Regions from separate parts of the Mus musculus genome. Here all the other regions are linked to region 1. A link is a contact called in public HiChIP or PLAC-seq data. All regions are on one chromosome and are shown on one strand. The core of a region is the stretch at or near the end of the contact, and the rest is flanking DNA. Distances in the headings are between cores, read along the strand shown.

What was found. HiChIP or PLAC-seq counts read pairs in DNA pulled down with a chosen protein or histone mark.
Region 2: a contact with region 1 is called in an HNF4G HiChIP or PLAC-seq map of pancreatic cancer cells. The contact joins the promoter of Hsh2d here to the promoter of Mrpl34 in region 1. A contact is called at or near these places in 2 of 39 promoter capture datasets (hippocampal neurons and neural stem cells), 1 of 115 datasets of contacts at active chromatin or transcription factors (pancreatic cancer cells) and 1 of 9 other capture datasets (pancreatic islet).
Region 3: a contact with region 1 is called in a FOXA1 HiChIP or PLAC-seq map of pancreatic cancer cells. The contact joins the promoter of Fam32a here to the promoter of Mrpl34 in region 1. A contact is called at or near these places in 2 of 39 promoter capture datasets (hippocampal neurons and pre-B cells) and 1 of 115 datasets of contacts at active chromatin or transcription factors (pancreatic cancer cells).

Annotation. Positions count from the first base shown.
Region 1 is chr8:71,463,658-71,466,357 of GRCm38.p6, reverse strand. It overlaps Mrpl34 (mitochondrial ribosomal protein L34), which reads right to left and starts at 1,432. Exons shown (of 2, transcript NM_053162.2): 1 at 1,291-1,432; 2 at 605-1,108. The coding sequence starts at 1,355. The coding sequence ends at 895. It also overlaps a transcript of Abhd8 not described here.
Region 2 is chr8:72,188,377-72,191,076 of GRCm38.p6, reverse strand. It overlaps Hsh2d (hematopoietic SH2 domain containing), which reads right to left and starts at 1,409. Exons shown (of 6, transcript NM_197944.1): 1 at 1,390-1,409.
Region 3 is chr8:72,218,448-72,221,250 of GRCm38.p6, reverse strand. It overlaps Fam32a (family with sequence similarity 32, member A), which reads right to left and starts at 1,506. Exons shown (of 4, transcript NM_026455.5): 1 at 1,391-1,506; 2 at 1,169-1,310. The coding sequence starts at 1,464.

The DNA.
Region 1 (2,700 bases), core at 183-2,682:
CAAGTGGCACCCTTCCAAGGCCTCTGCATCAGCTCCTGCCTTCAGGTCCTGCCTGACCATCTTCAGAGATGGACTGTTAACTGAGACAGAATAAATTGTTTCCTCTACCAGCTGTTTTTGGTAGAAACCAAACTAAGCCACAAGTAAATGGCATATACAACATATAAATACATCAATCTAAAACAATGCCACACTGGGTGATTTAAGAGTGGTGCTGGCTTCCGATTTGGCCCGATGTCTCGTCTGTAGTTAGTAACTGACTGTCCTCTCCTTTTATGGTGTGCATTCCTGGGATTGAACTTAGGTCCTGAAGCATTATTTAGCAAACGCCTTTACCTGCTGAGTTATGTCAGCAGCCCCTGCCTTGTCATGAAGGGACCCGTTGTCTGATGGGTCACGTGGATTTAGAGCTGGGGTGTTGGAGCACATGGGGGTCAGATCTGAAATAGAAACATAGAGGCCACAGGAACTGAGAGAGAATACTTTCCTGTATGGGGACACAGAACCTATGAACTAAAAGCCCTGTTGGAGTCCTGGGGTCAAGCAGAAGCCCCAAGATCCCTAACCCCGACCAGTCTTCCAGAACTGTAAGTTAATACATACGTAGTGGTTCAAGAAACGTGAATATTTATTAAGTCGGTAATACTTTGGAATGGCTGGAAACGTAGGGGTGGTGTCTGTGTTTTAATGACCCCGTCTTGCAAAGATGCCTTCAAATATATTCACAGAAATGGATGAGGTATCGCAGGTGCTGGTGGTTGGTAAGCAGCCGTCGACGGGGGATGCGTCTAAAAACCTACGAAGGGACAGACCCCCACTTTCAGCTTGCCCCAACTTCTCGCCCTCGGGCAACTCTACCGGCGTCTGAGTCTATTCCCTGCGACGTTGCGCTCCTCAGTGGCTCAGGGACTTGCGGCCCTTCAGCATGCGACGGAGGATGACCTGCACGCCGGCAGGCGTGCTCAGCCGACGGACCCAGCCGTGCTTGTGCTTGCGCTTGATGTTGCTCGGCTGATACTCGTTTCCGCGCGCGCGGCCGCGAGCCTGCTGCAGGGAGAGGAGAGGCCAGGAGTCCGGGAGCCCCATCCAGACTCTGGACTGGAGATACCTGTGGGACCAGAGGAACCGTGAATCTCAGAGAATGTACGCTGTATGACTTTCTGAGCCGCCTTTGTAATGGGCAGGGCAACAAAAGAGCTTGTTTACAAAAGGCGCTACATAAGTACGCATGGTAGTCTATAGAGACCACCCTTGTTTCCATTCTGGAGCAGGGTATCTCTGAACACTCACCTGCCACTCAATAGGGCCACCGATCTGCAGGCCTGGCACCCAAAGCACCGGGCTAGGAAAGCCATATCCAGCGGCGGGTCAATGGTCCGGTCGTCCGGGTCAATGCCAGTTCCTACACTCTGGGCTCCTTGACAATGCCTTCTGGGAAATGTAGTTCTTGTTGCCGCGGGGCCTTCCGGGAGCTGTAGTTCCACACCTGCAGGTGACGATAGTGGGGTGGGGGTTGGGGGATGTCTGTCCTCAGTGGCATGTAGTTCTCCAAAATGACCAGGAGAGGGCGAACGAATGTAAACTCCTGCGTGTGCGTATGACATTCTGTCCCCCTGGCCTTCTGGGAGTTGTAGTTCTTCGCCTCGGCCACTGGTAGAGGGCGCCCCAGAGTGGTGGTGACGACTCTGGCAGCAGTCTGGAGAACTGGCTGCTGGCCTTTTCACCCGCCCTCATTGAAGACGGGCAGCTGGCACGCAGCGGGCTGGCAGCTTCTTGGCGCCCGCAGCCAAGACTTCTCTTGGCGCGCGGCCCGGATGTCCTTGAGTTCCAGCTCTTCATAATCTCGAAAACTCGTGCGTTGTGAATTTGCTCTGGTTAGTTTAATCCTTCAGGCTGGCCTGGGGGAATTTTCTTCCCGCAGCTCAGATCTGGACTCCTGTTCACACACCTTCCATAGCTCTCCACTGTTTAAAGAAGATGTCCAGACAGCCGTGCCAGCAGCCACAGGAAGCCGTACACACCAGCATTTCTGAAGTTCATGGTCCTTACCATGAACTAAATGGTAAAATGGCTAGTTGTGCCTACAAATAATTGAGGCGATGTGTTGAGTACTTATTGTATGTAGAAGGTGTGTAGAAGGGATGGCGACAAGTGTTTGGGCTGCACCTTGAGCCCATGAGCGAACAGCGCGCCAGGGTGGGAAGGTTAGCCTGGGGCTCAGTCTTGGTGTAGCAGAGACCCCATCACTAGGATGCAATTCCCATTCGCTAGTTCTGCAGCAGCTCTGACACTTCTGACACAGCCTCTGGTTCAAATGCCTGCCTTGATGTTTTGTCTGTTTCCCGACCTGAAAGTGTAGAGATTTGGAAGTGTGCAGAACGAGAAGGTCAAGAGACAGAGGGCATACCGCCTTGCGGGAGGCAGAAGCTGGCTGAGGAGACCCTGTCCCAGACAGAGCACATCCACCACACCCCCAAGCTACTCGCTGTCCCTCGACTGCAAGCCCTTCTCGGTCCAGGCTCTAGCCCATCCCTCCCTCATTCCCCCCAAACTCTTCACAGGGGTGGGGCTGCTGCTTGCAGACCGCGCGCTGATCCTGGGAAGAGAAGCCTCTGGTTGGACGGTTATCTAGGCCAGACGGCTCGCCGCTGCCATAGGCCGAGATGCCTGCCCATCTGCTCCAGGCCCCGCCCACGCTGG
Region 2 (2,700 bases), core at 160-2,659, 720 kb before region 1:
TTTTTGTTTTCAAAAAAGATTTTAATTTTTATTTATGTGTATGTGTGTGCCTCTCTGTGTGTGAGAATGTGTGTGAGTGTAATAGCCATGTGTATGCAGGTACTACTGGAGGCCAGAAGAGGGCGTTGGATCCCTGGAGCCAGATTTACAGGGGCCATTAAGCTTATGCAGGCACTGGGAACTAAACTCAGCAACTCTGCAAGAGCAGTGTACACTCTTAACTGCCGACTCTCCAGCCTCATTCTAATATTTAAAAATTTTGAATGTGTATGGGGGGGGTGACCATGTGTACAGACACGTGTGTGTGCAGCTGTGTGTGTAGGCCTGCAGCTGACACTGGCTCTTCCTCACTTACTCTTCACTGTATGGATTGAAACAGTCTTTGAATGAAGGTTGGCTGCCTTGCCGAGTGTGACTAGACAACGTCCCTAGGAGGGTCTCCCACTGCCTCCTTTCTCTTCTTTTTTTTTTTTTTTTTTTTTGTCTTTGTTTTTTTTCAAGACGGGTTTTCTTTGTAAAGCCCTGGCTGTCCGGGGAACTTGCTCTATAGACCAGGCTGGCCTTGAACTCAGAGATCCCCCTGCCTCTGCCTCTGCCTCTGGAGTGCACCACCCACTTCAGTTTACTTCCCCTTTTTATTTCATTATTCACTGTGCTTCACAGGCAGAGACAGGCACATGTTTGCCACAGTGCTCTAGTTCTGACCGTGTTCAAGCACATTGGAGTCTAGGCCTCCAGGAGTGCAACAGACAATCCTGTCCAGGCTATCACCTACCAACATGTCTCCCAGAGTGTAGCACCATCATGAAGCAGATACACGTGTCTCTAAAGTACAGCTGAACCCAGCTACATGCTACACAGAAAGGTCTCAATGTTTATTCTCTTTCTACTTCAGAACACTCCTACAAGTCTTTCAAGACTCAATACAAATGTCCCTTCCTCCAGCCAGCTTCCCTGCCTCCCCTGCTCAAACAAAACCCTGGCCACAGTCCCACCCTCTCCCGGAGCTTCTCAGTTAAATTCCTTCCTTTCTCTGGCAGCTCCAGTAAAACCCCGTGGGGCCGGAGGGGCTTTACCTCTCTCTGCCTTCCCCTCGTGGTTTTCTTGGAACACTTGGTTTCTATGAATCAGGTCTCACCATGTAGCTAGCTGAAACCAGCCTCAAACGTGTACAGCCTGCCTCGGCCTCCAAAGCGCTGCAATGACTTGTGTGGAGAGCCATGCCAGAGTTTAGCCCTTGCAATGCTTTCCTCCTCTGGTAAACCCTTCTCTCATCTTCTAGCACCACTACACCCAGTGCTGAAGTCCCAGAGCCTCTGAAGCTGGGGCATGTTGGGATGCAGGGATGCCAGGATTCTGGATGCAGGGTGCAGGATGTAGGATGCATACCTTGGACAGCTTGGGTTGTGTTCCGAAGGGCTCTTGAGCTGGCTTGAGCTGGAGTTTAAGTTTCGGTTCAGGGTCCACACGTCAGAGGGGCAGGGCCAGGAGCCTCAGTCAGTTCCTGTTTCCTCCAGCAGGTGAACAGGGTGGGACCAGAATAACTCTCAAGGCTTGAGTCTGAGGCTGGAGTTGTTCTTGCCAAGCCTTGCTCAGTACTTACTCTCTACCAACTCTATGGAATCGCTGAGACAGCTGCCGCCCTGCTTCCCAATATTGGTATTCTTCTAGTTTTTTTCCCCCTTGAGATACAGCTTTATGCACCCCAATTGGGGTGCTGAAGTAGACTCTTGCCTCGACCTCAGGGTTTACCATCATGCCAAGATTATGCATTGCTGGGGATGGAACCCAGGGCTTCATGCTTGCTAAGTGAGCTACAATCACTTTACCTACTGAGCTACAAGCACTCTACCTACTGAGCTAGATTCCCAGCCTCTTAACAGCAACCTTGAAGTAGTCATAGGTCAGGAAATGGGCATATGGCAATCAGAGAGTGAAAGGCAACAAGTAGGAGAGGCTGCTTGGGGGGGACAGGATACAGGAACAGTATGCATATACAGGACAGGGAACTGCATATGCCCCAGACATGAAGGAGACATGAAAGGACAGACTTGCTGCACACACAACACCTATCATACCTTCCTTTGCAAAACTCATTTGAAATATCATTCTACAGTCATGTTGCCCTCTAGGCCAACATCAAAGCAAGATGGCTTGGGTCTGTAGTTGCAGTACTCAGTAGCCTGAGGCAGGAGGATTTGGGGTTCCAGGCTAGCCTGGGCTAACATAGGGACATTCAAACTCAATATCCAAACTAAACCAAAGCAAGAAAGCAAGCAAGCAAGCAAACAAACAAACAAACAAAACAAACTGGAGTAAACCATAGAGTCCATCTATCTTATTCTGGTTTTTTTCTCCCTTCTGTTTTTTATTTTTCTAAAACAGGATCTCACAGCATCCTGGCTGGCCTGGAATCCACAGAACACTGAGGATGATGTTGCATCTCTGCTCTTCCTGTCTCTATCTCCTGGGTGCTGGGATCATAGAGGTGTCTGTATTTTCTGCGATACTGGGATGGGACCCAGGAGTTCTTTCACCATATGTGAGTACCCTGCCAACTGAGCTGCAGACCCAGTCCATGCCTGATTTTTCTTCTGATTTTAAAATGAACTACAATGTATGTGCACACTCTGGGTCCTGGGTGATGTGTCCCTGTACCTAACAGGCATAGCTGACTTGGCTGTAAGCTTCCTGGCCCAC
Region 3 (2,803 bases), core at 257-2,756, 750 kb before region 1:
TACCCAGCCTATCTCACATACCCCACTACAGGTCTCATAGTACCCCAAAGGAGCCTGAGGAGGCACCATGCCTGAGCGTGTGCTCCAACAGTCCAAGCTGCATTGCCTTCGGCTCCCCCTCTGGCAGCACAGCACAAGAAGACAACACACTCATACACATAAATAAAAATTTCCAACGGTCTTCCACCCAGGGCTGGAGAGATGGCTCAGAGGTTAAGAGCACTGACTGCTCTCTTAGAGGTCCTGAGTTCAAGTCCCAGCCCACATGGTGGCTCACAACCATCTATAATGAGGCCTGGTGCCCTCTTCTGGTTTGCAGGCATATATGCAGGCAGAACACTGCATACATAATAAATAAAGTCTTCCACTCAGGACCAGAGCTACCAACGACAGCAGGAAGGGGTGGCAGACCCTAGGGGACTCTAGTTTGTATCAAGTTGTCCAATTAGGGTGCCCAGAAGGGCCACAAGACCGTAGCCAGCCAGCCCATGTCGTTATTCAATTGCAGAGGCAAAAAAACAAAACAAAACACTCCACTGAAGTACAGGCTATACCAGACCAGAGAACACAATTGGCTGGGAGACAGCAAGGTGACCCACACATCCCAGAAACTCTGTGGGAGTTCCAATACATAATTGATGCCCTTTGTTAGATGGAGAAGGTGCCTTCCTGGGTTTTCTCAACAGGGATATCACATTGTAACACTGCATCCTAGAAGTTCAAGTCTACAGAGATAGTGCCAGGACAACCAAGGCTACATAAAGAAACCTGTCTCAAAGCAAACTAAACAAACAAACAAACACCCAAAATAACTAGTATGGCCTTGTGGGCCATGCTAGCCTCTCCAGGAACTAAAAAGCTGAGGCAGTAGTTCAGGGCCAACTGCAGCCTACATAGAGAGTTACAGAAGAGCCTGGGTTCCATCCACACACACACACAACCTTCAAATAACAAAAGTACATTTGAAGCTAGGAAAGCGAGTTGTCATGGAAACAGACTTTGTGGTAACTTAAGAACAATGAACTTGGCTAGCATTAAGAGCTGATGACATCTGTCTTCCCAGTTCACAAGAAGACCACTTTAGGCAGGGCTACCAGGCTACCAGGAGTTGGGAGAAGGCCTGGGCTACACGGGCAGTTGGAGCCGGCCTGTTCTGCCCCTGCCTCACCCGCTTCTCCTGCATCTTTTCGAAGGCTGCCTGCGCCGGCGTGCGCTTGTCCAGGCAGCGCCTTTTCTCCTCCTCGCTCTTCTTGCTCGTCCCCATGGCCTCCAGCATCTTGGCCTTGTCTTTGTCTTTCTTCTTCTTCTTCCTGAGAGAGAGGGGGACGGTAAGAGGGGCCGGAGCTGGGGGTCGGCCCTCAGGGACAGACCGCGGGCTCCCGGGCCTCACCGCTTTGTCACGCCGAGCTCTGCCACGCCTTTCAGCTTCAGGGGGCCCTTCTGGACTTGCTCGTAGGCCTCCATAGCGCTCGCAAGCCGTGCCCCGGGAACTCCGCCACACTTCCTGTTTGCATACAGTACTTCCGGCCGAAACCCTCCTCGCTTCCTTCTGATTGGTCAGCTAGGACGCACGCGTCCTCAGGGTTCAGAGTAAGTGCACACTTCCGGTCTCGGGTAGTCTTGGCAACTGTCCAACAACATAGCTCGCCTAAAGACACACTTCGTATTTGGGCGTCCATTTCTGACTTTATGGGCATCCACTTTTGCTTTGTGGCATTATTTACTTAATTACTTTTTTTCCAATTTAGAAAATTACAATTACCCAGAACTCCAGAGACAGAGACAGGAGGATCTCTGGATCTCTGGATTCAGCGTGTTTTATGTAGTGACTTCAGGTCAGCCAGAACTAAAGACTGTGTCTCGAAATAAGTAATAAGAAAGAATAAATCTGGGGCTGGTGAGATGGCTCAGTGGGTAAGAGCACCCGACTGCTCTTCCGAAGGTCCAGAGTTCAAATCCCAGCAACCACATGGTGGCTCACAACCATCCGTAACAAGATCTGACTCCCTCTTCTGGTGTGTCTGAAGACAGCTACAATGTACTTACATATAATAATAAATAAATCTTAAAAAAAAAAAGAAAGAATAAATCTTTAAAATTACATTAAAAGTTAGTTACCTGTATACGTGTATGTGAGTGTGTGTACACACGTGCCAGAGCACACGTGGAGTACAGAGGACACTTTGCAGTACTCTCAGGCCTTATGCTGTGGGTTCCTGGGAATCAGACTGATGTGGTCATATTTATAGACGAAGATCCTTTGTCTGCTGAGTCATCTCAATGGTCACAATTATTTTTCTGTGAGTTTGAGGGCAGAAGTGTCATGACACTAAATGAGTCTGATAAACGTGGAATTTGCTGTGTAGACTGCTCTGACCTCTAGCTTGCTGCAGTTCTGACTGAGCATGCAGAAAACTGGAACTGCAGGTGTGTGCCACTGCCCTAGCTTGTCTTGTTGATGTTTTATAGAGGACAGGCTTGCTATGTAGCAGATGATTAAACTGTCTTTTTGGTTGTTTGTTTGTTTTGAGACAGGGTCTCACTGTGTAGCCTTGGCTGTCCTTGTACTCCTTATGTAGGCTATGCTGTTGTGAATTCAGGGATATCCACCTGCCTCTGCCTCCCAAGGGCTGAGTTTAAAGGTGCGTGCCACCATGCCCAGCAACCTTACTTCCCAACTACTGGGATCACAGATGTGCTGGGATTTTTTTTTTTCTATAGCAATTTTGGGGAGTGGGGAGGTTACATTTATTTATTTGTGTGCTGTGTAGAGCAAGTAGAGGTCAGAGCACAACTGTGGGAG